Linked DNA regions of Mus musculus: all the other regions are linked to region 1. A link is a contact called in public Hi-C and HiChIP or PLAC-seq data. All regions are on one chromosome and are shown on one strand. The core of a region is the stretch at or near the end of the contact, and the rest is flanking DNA. Distances in the headings are between cores, read along the strand shown. Region 1 holds the start of C87436 (expressed sequence C87436). Region 2 holds the start of Copg1 (coatomer protein complex, subunit gamma 1). Region 3 holds the start of Cnbp (cellular nucleic acid binding protein). Region 4 holds the start of Rab43 (RAB43, member RAS oncogene family). Region 5 holds the start of Smyd5 (SET and MYND domain containing 5).

Evidence for each region. Hi-C and Micro-C count contacts between places; a contact is called where the count stands out from the background. HiChIP or PLAC-seq counts read pairs in DNA pulled down with a chosen protein or histone mark.
Region 2: an H3K27ac HiChIP or PLAC-seq map of double positive thymocytes shows a contact between it and region 1, with 7 times the contacts expected there. The contact joins the promoter of Copg1 here to the promoter of C87436 in region 1. A contact is called at or near these places in 1 of 39 promoter capture datasets (liver), 1 of 484 Hi-C or Micro-C datasets (B cells), 2 of 115 datasets of contacts at active chromatin or transcription factors (double positive thymocytes and thymic regulatory T cells) and 1 of 9 other capture datasets (liver).
Region 3: an H3K27ac HiChIP or PLAC-seq map of thymic regulatory T cells shows a contact between it and region 1, with 12 times the contacts expected there. The contact joins the promoter of Cnbp here to the promoter of C87436 in region 1. A contact is called at or near these places in 1 of 39 promoter capture datasets (hippocampal neurons), 1 of 484 Hi-C or Micro-C datasets (CD8 T cells) and 4 of 115 datasets of contacts at active chromatin or transcription factors (astrocytes, double positive thymocytes, embryonic stem cells and 1 more).
Region 4: a contact with region 1 is called in a Hi-C map of B cells, with 11 read pairs. The contact joins the promoter of Rab43 here to the promoter of C87436 in region 1. A contact is called at or near these places in 4 of 39 promoter capture datasets (hippocampal neurons, liver and pre-B cells), 1 of 484 Hi-C or Micro-C datasets (B cells), 2 of 115 datasets of contacts at active chromatin or transcription factors (astrocytes and thymic regulatory T cells) and 2 of 9 other capture datasets (adipose tissue and liver).
Region 5: a contact with region 1 is called in an H3K4me3 HiChIP or PLAC-seq map of embryonic stem cells, with 8 times the contacts expected there. The contact joins the promoter of Smyd5 here to the promoter of C87436 in region 1. A contact is called at or near these places in 2 of 39 promoter capture datasets (hippocampal neurons and pre-B cells) and 3 of 115 datasets of contacts at active chromatin or transcription factors (embryonic stem cells and thymic regulatory T cells).

Annotation. Positions count from the first base shown.
Region 1 is chr6:86,437,051-86,440,126 of GRCm38.p6, forward strand. C87436 (expressed sequence C87436) reads left to right here and starts at 1,624. Exons shown (of 10, transcript NM_001364557.1): 1 at 1,624-1,797.
Region 2 is chr6:87,886,320-87,889,395 of GRCm38.p6, forward strand. Copg1 (coatomer protein complex, subunit gamma 1) reads left to right here and starts at 1,621. Exons shown (of 24, transcript NM_017477.2): 1 at 1,621-1,753; 2 at 2,752-2,804. The coding sequence starts at 1,717.
Region 3 is chr6:87,849,566-87,852,641 of GRCm38.p6, forward strand. It overlaps Cnbp (cellular nucleic acid binding protein), which reads right to left and starts at 1,541. Exons shown (of 5, transcript NM_001347325.1): 1 at 1,339-1,541. It overlaps Gm44064 (WAS/WASL-interacting protein family member 2), which reads left to right. Exons shown (of 2, transcript XM_030255689.1): 2 at 795-2,748. The coding sequence ends at 1,673.
Region 4 is chr6:87,810,196-87,813,271 of GRCm38.p6, forward strand. Rab43 (RAB43, member RAS oncogene family) reads right to left here and starts at 1,584. Exons shown (of 3, transcript NM_001039394.1): 1 at 1,152-1,584. The coding sequence starts at 1,349.
Region 5 is chr6:85,430,334-85,433,409 of GRCm38.p6, forward strand. Smyd5 (SET and MYND domain containing 5) reads left to right here and starts at 1,643. Exons shown (of 13, transcript NM_144918.2): 1 at 1,643-1,767. The coding sequence starts at 1,672.

The DNA of each region.
Region 1 (3,076 bases), core at 374-2,873:
CTGATACCACTGGGACATACAATGCAATGAATGGCTTAACTTAATATCCTGTTTTTTGTTGTTGTTGTTTTTTGTTTTTATTCGAGACAGGGTTTCTCTGTATAGTCCTGGCTGTCCTGGAACTCACTTTGTAGACCAGGCTGGCCTTGAACTCAGAAATCCGCCTGCCTCTGCCTCCCAAGTGCTGTGATTAAAGGCGTGTGCCACCACGGCCCGGCTTTTTGTTTTGTTTTGTTTGTTTTTATCTGCTTTTTTTGTTTTGTTTTGTTTTTTGTTTTTTTTTAAATGTCAGTTGAAAATTGCAGCCTGGGAGAGCTTGGTGTGAGGACACCCAAGTTGGCTGGTTCTGAAGACAGGGAGGTGAGGATCACAAGGTCTTTCATGAACCACTGCACACTTAATGAGAAAGGAGAGAAACAGCATCCAGAAAGATGTTGTCTGCATGTCTCTCTATTGGAGGGCTTGACATTGAACTATAGAACAAAGGAGAAACACTTCCCAATGCCAGGCAAAGAAATGAGGGTTGATGCTCTCTGGTCACCACTTGAGGCAGTTGCTAGGAACTAACTAGCCATGTGATCCAGGTATAAATATGAATGCTTTTGAACTTAACAGCAAATAAAAATTGTGGCGAGAGGAAACATCTCTTTTTTTAGTTCCTTCAGTTTCTGAAACAATATTAGAAAAATCTGATCCCAGAAAAGGGCCACTGTAACGGAGAAAAGTAAAATTTGGCTAGAGCAAAGCAATTGTGCCTACAGCGCACCACCAGTAGGTGTCCAAGCTATGGGAACACACCGGCCTCACCTAAGGCACCATAGCTTTCCGAGTGTTTCTGAAGTGCGGTGGTGGCACATGTCTTTAATCCCAACACATTGGAGGGAAGAGGCCCGCGGATCTATGTTCGAGACCAGCCTGATCTACAGAAAGAGTTCCAGGAAACACAATATTGGTGCCGGGGATTTACGATTCTGAAGAACAAATATACATAAAGTCTATTTCGGCTCTTTCCAAGGGGGGAGTCGTTCAATAATGTGTAAGAGCGAAGCGAGAGAAAACCATACAAGCTCAGGCGAGCTCTGCTTCCGATTCCAGTAAAACTGTTTTCAGCACAGAATTGTTCAGGTTCGATGTACTAGGGACCACCGGGAAGCCCTTGCTGGTGTGTTCTGTACGTTTAGGTAAAGCCACAAAGTGTCAGCACCCTGAGCCTTCTCTGTAGTTTTCCAAAAGAGAGCACTCCCCTGAAATACTACAAATCCCATGGTGCCACTTCAGCGGAGGTGAGCGGGCCCTTGGCGCACGTGGGCTGATCTGACCAATAACGACCGTCGTTACAAGCAAACAGTTTGGACGTGTTTGTAAAAGTCCGTTTGTAAAAGGAGAAGAGACGCGGCGAGGGTCGTCACCAACGAGATTCCTAGAGTTGCGAGGCAGGTAAGGGGGCAAAGTGGGAGAGGCCAAGCACCGGCGGAGCACGGCTTAGGGTGGGAACAGAGGCGGAAAAAGTGTTCGGGGAACTGCGTGTCGGACTGCTGACATTTTTGCTGGGCCCTCAGTTTGACGCCGCCGGAAGTGGGCGTTTTGCGCAGGATGCCGGGAAGCGGGTCGCATGGGAAGTGCGTTTTCCAGCCGGCCGTTCCCGGAAGCTGAGCTTAGGCGCGCTCCCCTAAACAACACCGAGGAATTGTGGCCCGGACTCTGTTATTTGACAGTGACCGGGCTGATTCTACAATCAGTAAAGGTCTGCGAGCTGTGACGTCTCGATCCAACCAGACAGTTTTATTCCTAAAATGGGTAAATAGCGCCTCCACAGGATCCCTTGTGTGAATGCATGCACTCGAATACTTCTTTCTTACTTGGGGCGGTGTTCACGTGCCCAAAACAGCGTCCCCACACCGACCAGCTCAGCGGCCGCATGGGACAGGGGGCAGCCTACCGCGCCTCGGGTTCCCTCAGCCAGCGCCAGGCGCTGCTCACCCTCTTGCTGAGAAGAGACAATCATCGGGAGACCCTTCAGGTTTCCAGCGGAGCTCCTTCACAAGTCGCGTTCCTTGTGTATCCTTTTTTAAGACAGAGTCTGCAAGCCGGGCGTGGTGGCGCAGCCTGTCATCCCAGCACTCGGGAGGCGAAGGCAAGAAGATCTCAAATTCCAGGACAGCTAGGCTACATAACAGACCTTGTCTCAAAAAGAAAAGAACAAACTGGGTATGGTGACGAGCTCCTTTAATACCAGAACTCTACAGGCAGAGACTGGCGAGTCTCTGAGTTCGAGGCTTCCCCGGTCCATCCCAGGACAGCCAGAGCGATACAAAGAAATCCTGCCCCCTACCTCCCGCCCCACCACACCCCAAAAAAGGAAAATAAGAAAAAAACTCTGTAATAATTCGTAGTGATACATGTTTTCAAATTCGAATAGTAAAAAAAATGAGATTAAACCTCCATTTCTCGGGTCTCAAATTACTGCTGAGGAAATAGACAACTATGCTGTGTCCTTAAAGTCTTTTCTAAAAAAAGATTTTTGTGTATGCATGTGTGTATATCCAGTGTGTCAAAGGAGTTGGACTTCCCAGAATTAAGAGTTTTAGGCAGATGAGCCCTGATGTTACTGCTTGGAACCAAACTTGGGCCCTCTAAAAGAGCAATACACACTTTTAACCACTAGCCATCTCTGCAGCCCCATTTTCCCCTTTCCTTTCCTTTCAAAACCAAGCATAGCATACACAAAGCACTAAGCTTTGTTACTGGTATACAGATCTCAACTGTTTTTAATGGCTTTACAGTCGCATCTTACTCAGCACACTGTACTTAGTTCTTTAATGGAAGTCCTTTTCCTATTCTGCAGGTACAAAATCTCATAGAGGGATATCTGTGATTTGGATGCCAGCCTGGTCCACATATTGAGTACAGCCAGGTGTACATAGTAAGACCCTATCTTCAAAAAAGAGGTGGGAGCTGGAAAGACCACCCAGTAGTTAAGAATACATACTGCTCTTGCAGAGGATCTGAGTTGAGTCCCCGGCACCCATGTCTAGTAGCTCACAAGCACCTGTAACTACAGTTCCAGACATATGCA
Region 2 (3,076 bases), core at 371-2,870, 1.4 Mb after region 1:
ACGAAGGATAACTGATGGAGGGCAAACAGACAATTGATGAACTCTGTCCAAAATAGATTACAGATTCAATGTCTCTTTTTTATTATAGGCTTAAAGCTCTCTGAAAATGGAGTTTAAAGACAGGGAGTCATACAGGGCATACCCCTGGAGGAATAAACTCAGTAAACAATTTATATTGACTAAAATAAACATTTTCTACTATGTTTATCATGTTTAATCATGTTTTACATGATAAAACATATAATGAAGTTAGATAGTCATCTTTGCAGCTCATAAAAAGACCAATTCAGATATTTCCTGTTTGTCTGGAGTGCTTTAAAACTGCAAACACTGCCAGCCTACAAGCAGCCTGCCACATAGTAAGTGTGTTTGTTTTGGAGGAGACAGTCTTTAGATTCTTTAAATTGGTGTTATAGGGCAGATAATAAGAATAAAATCTGTTGTTTATATTTTCTATTTGTAACTGAGCTTTTAACCCTGGTTATGTAATGATAAGTCAGACATATTTTGTACTACTGGATAATCATTAGCTTGTCTTTGTTCTGTGAAACTTGTGTAAATAAAGACGCTCTTGGTTGCTAGTCAGTCAGAGCAACAGAAATGGCCTGATCTCTAATAAGTAAGTCAGAGTTACAGAAATGGCCTGATTGCTATCAAGTCAGAGCTGCTAAATTCCCCTAACTATCTGGCTTGGCTTGCCTCACCCTCTCCCCTTGCCTAATACTCATCTTCTCTGTGGGCCAATTTGTCAGCAACAATATTTGAATTCCTTGTCAAACCACAAGTTTTATAGTATTTGGTAGAAAAGACTCATTTAATAATTTTCACAACTGAACCTGGCCCTCAGACTTGGCAGCAAGCACCTTAACTTAGCGGCTGAGCCATCTCATTGGCTCTATTTTTTGAGGTGGAAGTCATGTAGGTCTGGTGCAGGGGGATGGCCTTGAACTTCTCATCCTCCTTTCTCTGCCTCATGAGTGTTGAAATTACTCGCTATGTCCAGTTATATCTCAATGTTAAAGCACAAATGTACATAACTCTATTCATTGCCTTACAAAGCTAGACTCGGATGGAATCGGTTCCTTGGCTAGCAACAGATGCCCTTTTCCCTCTCACCACCATCTCTGTCATGGTGACTCCTCTGGCCTCAATCCTTGGGGCCAGTGAACTTGTTTGAGAGCAGCTTCCCAATAAATTTGCCCTTAAAATATTCTAACCTGACTTGAATTGGCTCATTTTACCGGTGGCGGAAAAATAACCTATTAGTGAGACTTACTTCCGGAAAATGACAATAAAGAGTAGCAGGGAACATGTATGGGGTCAGCGTGCTGCATGCAACCCTCCCATCAGAATGCCCTTTAAATTCAGCCAGGGGTAACTGCAAACACAGCAGCCACAGGACCACAAGGGGGCGCAGAAGCGGAGCACCCGCAACCGCAGGTCTAGGCTCCGCCTCCAGTGTCTAGCCACGCCCACTTTCCTGGGTCTCACCCCTCCCCTTCCGCCCTCTTCCACCTAGGTTTTGGCAATCTCCGGACAGGCAATGAAAAAGGTGGGCGCAGTTGTGCGCAGGCGCAGACAACAGAGTGCGCAGGCGCAGTCCATAGTGCAGTGCTCAGGGCGACGTGGCGGGCGGGAGTACGGAAGCCGCAGGGAGAAGCTGTTCTCACCGCTACTCTGAGCATCTTCCTGCTGCGTGGAGCTACCGCTGACACCATGTTGAAGAAATTCGACAAGAAGGACGAGGAGTCTGGTGAGGGCCCCTTGAAAGACCTGGGGAGGTCAGATCCTCGTAGGGGTTCATGGGACCTTCCTTGGCTTCCTTCTTCCGGGCCTCTGTCAGAGCCAGATCCGAGGCCCAAGAGGGGCAGGGGCTTGTGCGCAGGTCCATCTATATCTGTTCTCGGAGGAAACGTGCTGTTTGCCCTCTCCAGCTCTGGCCAGGATTTCTGCGTGACCTTGTGCGGGTAACACTCCTCTCTGGGCCTCAGTTTCCCCATCTTGTCAGAGGAGGTTCCCAGGCTGGATGTTACCTTGCATTTCACCCGACCTCTTGGTATTTGCTGCGATAATTCTTTGCCTATCTGGGTGTAACCAGTCCTACAGTTAATAACCCTGACCGTTTCATTCATTCAATAAACTACAATTACTGAACATCAGGCACCTCACTGATCATAATATTACAGTAGCTAAAGCAAGTTCGATACTAGATGCCTGCAATAGGAATGTTAGGATGGAGAGCCCAGACAGTAACCAGATAATCGCATGCATAATTTTTTAATGTAATATCTGCTGTCAGGGAAACTCAGTCACAGGTTAGTTAGTGTTGGTTGTCTCCGACACATAGATTCATTTAAGTTCTGGTTGCATAGATCAGTGCCAATTATTGAACCCTAAAATGCTCAGAAAGAATGCTTAGGTGACTGTGAGAGAGCCTTGACGGCCTCTGGTAGATGATAGAGACTTCCTTCTCTCTTCCTCGTGTTTGGCAGGTTTAGGGTCACAGTTCGGGGCTGTAACTCAGTTGATAGAGTGCTTGCTTAGCTTGGGTGAAGCCCTGTGTATGATCCACAGTACCATGTAAACCAGGAGGCCGAGGCGGGAAGATCAGATGCACAAGAGCCGACCTCTGCTACATTTTGAGTTAAAGGCTAGCATGCGATACATGAGAGTCTGTGTCAGCACAGGAAAAAGGAGAAAAGCAGTTCATTCAAGATCACAACCGTAATCAGTCTTCTCTGTGCACTGCAGGTGGAGGCTCCAACCCCCTCCAGCACCTGGAGAAGAGTGCCGTACTCCAAGAGGCAAGTGCCACCATGCCTGTGTCTGGTCAGGAATACCTGCCAGCCCTGCTGTCAGATACTAACATACATGGAGTGCTGGTTTATAAAGCCTGGGTCCAGGAAGATGGGACTTTATTCATTGTATTTGCTAGTGTGGCTAGTATTAGGGCAGCCCAAGGGAAGACTTCTGGTATGGTTAGTAGATAAATTAAGAAAAATAAACTCTTGGGAGCTGGACAGATGGCTCAGCGGTTAAGAGCACTGGCTGCTTATTCTTCCAGAGGTCCTGAGTT
Region 3 (3,076 bases), core at 291-2,790, 1.4 Mb after region 1:
AGAATAAAGTGATAAGGATCACAGTTTATGTATCTTTTTTTAAAACTTTCAAAATCTTAAATTCAATATATACTAGGAGCAAATGGCTAACAAATTTGCAAATTTAAAATTAATCCATTGTCATAAGTCTCTCCAGAATTGGGTCAAGCAACAGGAAATGGTAATTTTTATCACATAAAACTACATCTGGGGGTAAATTGGGGATATAACTTAATTCCCTTTTACTTTAATGCAGTCAGATTGAGTGTCGTGGTTTCTTGTCTATTTTGTGTCTTCAAGAATATTGCAAAAACCTAACCAGCCGATTGCTGTGCAATGTCTCCTTTTCCAAGACCCCCACCCCCACCCCAGATGTAGTCACTTCCTCTGAAAGTGCCTGGTGGCCGAGGCCATGTGCTTGACATGTGGCAACAGGCAAAAGGCTTCACCTATAAAATCAACACCTAAACCCAAGTGAGAACGATTAAACCGTCCTAAAACAGGTTTTCACGGTAATGAAAAATCTAGATTGATCTTTGCCAACTCTACTTCCGAGGCTTTCTTGTAATTTATATCCATTTAATCCGAGAAATATTGGCAAGGACTTCTGCCACCCTGATGGCCTTAAAGGCCTGACAACCTACGGGTCCTATCCACCCGGTTCCCGCTCCATTAAAAAAAAAAAGGGGGGGGGGGGGTGAGGGACCTAAGACTTGACTCTCATCGATCCAGGGAAAGGTGGTTTCTTTTGACTAACGATGTCGAATAAGCTGCTTAAGAATACGAACTACAAGAAATCAGGAGTTTGAATAAAGGTCGCCAGTACAGAGAACCGAATCCAGACTCCCAAGCCTTACAGCGGCGTGCGCGGGCTTCGTCACAGGCCAGGTCCTGAGGCCCCGCAGCCGCTGGCACATGGCCCGCCAGGCCTCCACCGGGCGCTCGGCCTGGGGACCTCCACCTCGACCAGGCTCTCGCCCCCGCCACACCGCCCCGTTCCAGGAGTTCCCGCCACACTGGCCCTCGGCGCTAGGCCCGCGCGCGACTCTCCTCGCCTCGGCCCCAAGGGCGCCGGGCCTCGTCGCCACACGGATGAGGCCTGCGTGGCCCTCGGGGCCAAGAGAGGGCCCCACGCTCCAGCCCTAGTGCCAGCGCCGCAGGACGGACAGGACGCCCGCCACAGTACGGCGGGCCAGAAACTGGAGCCGAGACGCCGCTCGGGCCGAGCCCCGCGCCTGACGCAGCAGGGCGCAGGCCGAGGTGCGGCCGCCATCGCGCCTCGCAGTTCCGGCCCTCCGTCCGTCTCGGCCGCACCAACCCCGCCACCTCCGTTGCGCAGGCTACACCCTCGCCTCTCACCTTCGGCGTCTGAGCTGCCCACAGCGGAGGAGACTCGGACGAAGAACCAAGAAGGCGACTCGCAAAGCAGCGGCTGTTTATTTTCAGGGTCCTTGCCTGCGCCACACGCGGGTCTGCACACGGCCCCACACACGCCGCTGCGCACGGCTCTCCTCCGCCTCGCCCACGGATCCAATCAGCGCAGGAAGCCAGGCCAGCCAATCAGAATCGCCCGCTGGGAGCGCGGCCTCGCGCGAGGGCGGCAGGGGCGGGGCGGACTGCTCCACGCCCAGCCTCTTCCGGCCCGCAGCGCTCGCGGCCTTCCCGCCCGTACCTGGGTTCCGTGTCTACGATGAGTGGTTCGCTGCTTTCCTACTAGCAGTTCGTCCCTCGAACCTTTGCTGGTTCTCTCCAGCCTACGGGGCTGATCCGGGCAGTGGTCGCAGCTTGCGGGAGCCAATCTCCCCCTGCCCGGCCTCCCCTAAGCCTGGTGGGGCTCAGAAGCAGACCAGGTTCCAATACACACACACTTAGGTTTGGGGGAAGGTCTTAGTGGCCTGATCATAGAAGCGGCTGTGGCTACCGTTACGGTCCATGAGATGCGTTTGGGTTTTGTGTTTCCTGGGTATAAACCGACAGCGCGCTGCTAGTGCCCCTGGCTTGCAATAGCCCCAAATGAAAATGCCTAATGAGGTTGAAGATGGTGACAGGTGATTTGTGTCACAACACTTCTTGTGACCCATAATGAATGACATCCCTAGGATTTGTGGATGAGAGGAGGCCAAGAAAGTTATTGCCTGGGCTGCCCCATTCAGGAGTGACCGTCGTTTGCATTTCATGGTGTCTCCAAAATAGATTGTGTGTGTAGTCATAGGTCCTCAAAGCAGAAGATAAATTTTTCCTGTAAGTCCTGGGTTTGATTCCCTAGCGTTACCACACACCCTGAAGACAATTTCTATATAAACTAAAGCATTCTAGAACTCTGTCCCGTTTTAATGATTTTTTTAATACAAACATGAAGAATCTGGAAATCTCAAGTCTCTTGAGTTCTAAAAAGTACTAAAATTTGTCTAGATTTTAGTTTCCGCTAGCGACTTACTCTTTAAACTTACACATGGGCCTGCAGAAATGACTTAGAAGTTGAGAGCAGCCAGGCGTGGTGGTGCATACCTTTAGTCGCTTGCACTTGAGAAGTAGAGGCAGTAGGATCTCTTGTCAGTCCAAGTTCATCTAATCTACATAACAAGTCCCAGGTCAGCCATAGCTACATAGTAAGACCTTTGGGCTGTAGATATGGTTTAGAAGAGCATTTGTCTCGCACAAGACTCTAGATTCCATTTCAACAGAAGAACAAAATGTTCAACCATAGTCAGACCCAGTCTCAAAATAAGCAAAAAAAAACAAAAACAAAAAACAAAAAAAAAAAAAAAACACCAGCAACAACACATGCTGCTATTGAAGAGAACCAGAATTCAGTTCCCAACACCTATATCCTACTAACAACTACATATAACTCCAGGTCCAGAGGATCTAATGTCCTCTAACTTAGGAGGTGCACATAAATATACCCAGCCACATACACATAAATCTTTGTTGTTGTTCTCGTTGTTTGAGGCAGGGTCTCTACATGGCCCTGGCCATCCTGCAACTCACTACTCATAGACCATGCTGATCTTGAACTCACAGAGCGTTGCAGATAAAGCAACTGCAGACAAGCAGCATCTTCATAAATTCTAGCAGTGAGTATGTATAAGGCAAA
Region 4 (3,076 bases), core at 334-2,833, 1.4 Mb after region 1:
CCCAAAAGACCGTTTAAAACGTTGCAAGCAAATCTCTAGAGGCACAGTGGTCATAAAAACAATGATTGTTGACTTGCTTTTTTTTTTTTTTTCTACACTATGGGACAGGAGAGAGGCAACACCCAGAAATTATCCCAACTTTATAGAAACAAAGAACAAAGTATTCCAGCCAAGGGCAACAGAGAACAGGCCTACAGCCACCCAAATGAGCAGCGAGCCACACCAGCAACAGGGTCAAAAGACTCCCATCCTCGGGCTTCACGTCTGAAAACACAAGACTGCCCCCACCCAGTTCTCTTTAAAGCTGTCTTGAAGATCCTTGTGAACCAGAAACCGTGAAAAACGGCAAAGGATTTCTGCAGGGTGGAAATCAGGAAAGTTACTAAGAGCCTCTGTGCACAAGAACAGCGCTGTGTCCTGTCCAGGATGCTACCTTTTTTTTTTTTTTAGGGAGGACAGACACCTAGGTTAAGAAACTTGATTTCATTCATCACAAATATTATTTATCAAATCATTGCCAGGACATTGTGACAACCACATCCTGCTGTTTCTGCTGGGGTCATTGCCAAAGTTTGCTTCTCTCCCCCACCTTCCGGTATCTGTGATGAAGTTTTCGGTTTCTATCAACCCTTAGTCGGGGAGGCCCCCCACCCCCACCCCAACTCCGCGCTGGCCCTGGTGGAGTGGAGTTCCACCACCGGGTCCATAAAAGAGACCGCGGGGAGGCGTGGCCAGGGAGGAAATTCTGACAAAAACTTTTGGACCTCCGGTCCTAGCAGCCACTACTTCCTGGTCCCTCCCGGTCACGGGGATGTCGTTATTTGGCTGAGTGCTCCCCAGAGGGCCGCGCAGGGAAGGGTCTGTCCCGGCATGCGTGGCGCTCACGGAACGGCCCGCAGGTTGCCTTCCACCGCAAGTTGTTTCGAAGGAGTCCCCAGGCTGAGAGACGGGGGGGCGGGAGTGGGGTGCAGGCTTCCTCCTCCACGCTCTGGCCGCCCACTGTCACCACTCCCAGAGCCCAAGGTGGTGCTTTCGGACCTGAACCCAGCACGGACATCAAGGCCCAAGCCCGTTCTGAAAGAAGGGGAAGCCGAAGGACTGGCCGCGAACCGCCCGCCGGGAGCAAAGCAGCGGGCCGCGCCGCCTCCCACCTTGACCCGCTTGCCCTGGATCTCCAGCGTCTTCATGGTGAAGTCGACACCGATGGTGCTGCCCTGACGCGCCGAGAAGGCGCCGGTCTTGAAGCGCTGCACCACGCACGTCTTGCCCACGCTCGCGTCGCCCACTAACACCAGCTTGAACAGGAAATCGTAGTGTTCGTCCTGATCTCCCGGGCCAGGGCCCGCCATGGCTCCGCGGGAGTCCTGGGACGCAAGGGCCCGGCTTGGGCTAAGGACAGCCGCGGGCCGAGGTCCGTGTGCCCTAGCCGGCCCGCCGCCGGGCTACGTGGAGCGGCGGCGGCACCTGAACGAGCTGCACGGCGGACCGATCGACCGTCCCGCTCCGCCCCGCCCCGCTCCGCTCCGGAGCCCCGAGGACTCGGCTCCGCCCGGGAGCGCACCGCCCGGCCCTCCGCAGCTCTCTGCCAGCCGTCGGTGCCGTGCCGGCCCACGGCTACCTCAGGCCCGCTCGTGCGCCGCCTTCAGGGCGGGGCGAGCCTCCCTGATCCCCAGCACCGCCCATCTCCCGCCACTCCGCCTCTGGGTCCCGCCCCCAGGACCGCCCAGTCTCCCCCTCCCATAACCAACACCTCCTAGCCTGTCAGTACAGTCCCGACCCCCCAGCACTCCCTCTAAGCTTCTCACCTCCCCGATCCTTCTCCGAGCACCGCCCGCACCCCACCACGGCCAAAGCCTCCGACCCTTCTCTCAACACCACCCCAATCCCGCCCTCAGCACCGTTCTTTCTCACTTCTCAGCACTTCACTAACCCGGACTTAAGCCCGGTGCGGATTCGCTGTCAACAACGCCTTGATCCTCTATTTGGTCCTGACCCCGCCCTTAACATCTCTTACCCCGCCCTAATCCTCCGGAGCCTCTTGGCTTGGACCTCGCCTTAGGCACTGCATCCAAGACGGAAATCCACCCGCACCTTTTCGTAGCCCTGGAGCTAACTCCTCCCTAACGCCTCTCAACTCAGCTCTCCGCGCCTCTTCAACTCCGCTTCGGTCCGCTGCGCCCCCATAGCAGGCTTTGGCCCCTATTAGGTCAACAACTCGTTATAATCGCCAGTTCATCATTCCCTAACCTCATGCCCTTCTCAGCCGGGCCCCACGTCCACCCCTCACTGACATGCCTCCGTCCCTCGCCTGGCCTGCACCCAGTGGGGAACAGGCAAGAGTCGTTTCGGGGCAGGGGACAGCTATGGCTGACAATGAAGGGCTGATGAGGCAGAACACAACTCAATGTTCCCTCTTCGGAGAATGGAAAGTTCTGGTGACACACAGTAAAGGCAGCTTCCCTTAGGTGAAAAAGGAAGACAGAGGAAATGAAAATCCTTGAGGGCAGAATGGCCTAGAGTTCCATTTGGAAGAATTGATAGAGCAGACAGGAGTCCAGTCAAACCTGGGGTGGCTGGGAACAGGAGTCCTGGTCCCAGCCAAACACCTCCTGCACAAGGGAAACCTGTGAGTCAGCCAGCTCAGAAGTTTGGCCTGAGAAACCTGAAGTCACAGAAATGGGACCCAGATGTCTGTAAACAGTTTGAACTAGATCAAATAGGCCCCATCCCTAAAAATGAGAGAAAGCTGAGAATACTCTAGCTTCTTTGGACAGCCCCCTTAGGCCCTGCATGGCTATTTGATTCGATAGTTTTTTAATAATGGCTGTTGCAAGCCAAACATTGTTCTAGGGCCTTGAGATCCATCCATGAACGAAAGGCAAAATCCAAGACAAAATCCAAAACTTCCCCAGTAAGGAAGGGAAGAGGAAACTTAAGGAAAGCAGAGAAAGCAAGCCCCCAGGCACCATCTCCACAGGCCCTGTGAGCAGCCTCACTGGCCAAGTAGATGAAAGGCAAAGGCTGAACCTTGGAGAAAACAGAAGAGTTTGTTCTGAAACAGTTGGAACTCCATGGC
Region 5 (3,076 bases), core at 393-2,892, 1.0 Mb before region 1:
CAGTGGTGGCGCACGCCTATAATCCCAGCACTTGGGAGGCAGAGGCAGGCAGATTTCTGAGTTCAAGGCCAGCCTGGTCTGCAGAGTGAGTTCCAGGACAGCCAGGGCTACACAGAAAAACCCTGTCTCGAAAAACAAAAAGTCAAATTTAGGAGTCAGAGGCAGGTGGATCTCTGAGTTTGAGGCCAGCCTGGTCCACATAGAGCTTTGTGGGCATTGGTGGTGGTGGTGGTGGTGGTATATGCCTTTGATCCCAGCACTAGGGAGGCAGAGCTTTATTGAGTTTGAGTTCCGCCGCCTGTTCAGAGTGAGTTCCAGGACAGTCAAGGCTACACAGAGAAACATTGTATCAAATGCAATGCCCCCCTCCCCACCAAGAGAGAACTTGTCTTAAAAAAAAAAAGACAAAAACTCAATCACTTACTAAACAATTACTAAGTTATCTCCCCCACCCCCTAAAGTCACTATGAAACGATAGCAGAGCAGACACAGGTCCCCTGTCAACTGGAATAGTCAACTGGGACACAAAACAATAAAAGGTATAGTAGTCAGGTCTAGTTGCAGAAATAGACCTGTCCTCTCTCCCAGCCTCGTGTACATTCATTTTTTGTGTCTACTTAAGGGGTCCTCATATGTGAGGTCCATTTATTACTGCTCCATAAACCACACTCTGCAATGTCAAGAAAGTCCCCAACTACTCTGAGGCACTGATCCAACCTAGTTATTTATAGAAAAAGGAAATCATTTTTTCTTCTTTTTCTTTTTTAACTTTATGCATGTGATTGATTTGCCTTTATGTATCTATGTGCCTGCCTGGTGCCTGAGGAGGTTGGAAGAGGGGTCATCAGAGCCCCCAGAACTGGAGTTACAGATAGTTGGAAACCAGTATTGGAAACCAAACCAGGATCCTCGGCTAGAGTATCACGTGCATTTCTCTTTCAGACAGGTTTCATGTACTCACTACGTAGTTGAGGGTTGACCTTGAACTTCTGGTCCTCCCTGCCCTCACCTCCTGAATGCAGAGGTTATAGGCATAGTCGGAATGCTGGTTTTAAGCAGTGTTGTGGCTCAAAGTTCTGCACTCATGTGTTCAAAGCAAATCTCTCCCAAACATAGAATAAAAATGTTGCCACCAGAGGGAGGGAAAAATTTTAAACCGAGTGAGCCCAGCATCCAACCAGGATGGAGGGTCAAAGCAAAAATAAGACAGTCTTCTCTGGGTCTAAAAACTTTGTTCGGTGTTGGAGGTAATGACGAGGGGCTGCTTAAGCAGGAAGAGGGCTGCAAACTTTTGGCCAGCCTGGGATACATAGTGAGACCCTGTCTCAAACACCAGACAGTGGGAAGAGCAACTATGGACACTTAAGAACACAGCTAGGATAGGCTGGAGGGTGGGGGGTGGGGAGTAGGGGGTCTTCCCCTGAGCTACTCCATCAGCCGTCATTCATGCTGTCCATCCGACATAAGCTACCGAGTCAGACACAGTCTACCAGAAGTCCAAGCACAAAGTCAGGCCAGGTTCCACCCAATCAAGCAACCAAGACACCAAAAGCCTTGAATTGCTAGCCACGTCCCAGGGCGGGGTAAGGTGGGGAAGGGAGCGCTCGCTGGCTCTGTGGGCGGGGCCTCCCGGGACGGGGTCAAGGGTCAGAAGGCAGAGGCGTGCCCAAGATGGCGGCCTCCATGTGCGACGTGTTCTCCTTCTGCGTGGGCGTGGCGGACCGTGCCCGGGGTTCCGTGGAAGTCCGTTATGTGGACAGCATCAAGGTGAGGCCAGGTCGGACCGGGCCCGGAGAGCCACGCGGGGGAACCCACGCTCACATTCTGGAGTCCGGGCCCCTCGGCGCCAGTCTGGTTGCTGCTTGGGCCCGGGGTGCAGAGTCGGTCCTCGTGCCCAGGCTCGTGGCGATATCGCGCGGGGGGAGGGAGGAAAGCCCGGTCCACTGGCGGGTGGCCGTGCTGCTGCTGTCCTGGGTGGAGTTGAGGCTCTGGGTAGACCTGGGGTTGAGGGATATCCTGGGCCAGATTAAAGCCAAGGCTATCTTGGTTAGGCTGGGGCTTAGTTAGCTACTATTCTGGCGGTAGTGAGGGGAGTACTTAGCCGAGGGAACGGAGGTATGAAGCAGACTGGGCTCCCCAGCGACCCTTCTGACTAAGGTATGGGTGGAGACTTGGAAAGAGAGCTAGGGAACTTGGACCAGAACCTACACACCGAGCACTTCTCCTGAAGGGTTTTAAGCAAGAGAATGACATGATTTCGTGATTCGTATTATGGTTCTTTTTTGTTGCTTCTGTTGTTGTGCTTTTTGTTTTTGTTTTGTTTTGAGACGGGGTCTCATTTTGTAACTCCAGCAGTCCTAGAACTCACTATGTAAACCAGGCTGCTCTGCCTCACCAGTGCTGAGATTAAAGACTTGTGCCAGTATGATCGGCTCTATTAATCGTGTTTTATTCCCTGTAGAATAGAAAATTCACATAAGTAAAGGCAAAAAAAAAAAAAAAAAACACTCCAAATTGTTCTTGAGGCTGGACTTGAACTCATCTACCAACACCCAAGTGCTGGTTAATGGGCCTTGTGGCTGAAACACCCCACCTCCATCCCACGTTTTCTTTTAATACATGTTTTCAGTACATCTTTAGTATCAGCGGTCCCATTTCTACTTGGTTAAAGAGTTGATTGATAGCCGGGCGTGGTGGTGCACGCCTTTAATCCCAGCATTTGGGAGGCAGAGGCAGGCGGATTTGAGTTCAAGGCCAGCCTGGTCTAAAAACCTACAAACCCAAGGAGTTGATCAATAAGAGTTTTGGGGTGGGGGGCGCACTTCACTCAACCAAATCCTTCTGTATGGCTCCTTTATGTTGTATCTTCTCAGTCCTGAGAGCAAAGGTCTCTGCTGGCTTCGCTGCAGACAGGCTTTTGTTCTCTCTGGCACTGTTTTCTCACTAGGTGCCTTTGCCAGTTGATATATGCAAAATGCTATGGTTTTGACTTCATTTGCATTCCCCTGGGTAAAAGTCAGGTTAAATAATCATAATAACAACATGCATATCCTTGGTCCTTGACCCAAGATGTTGT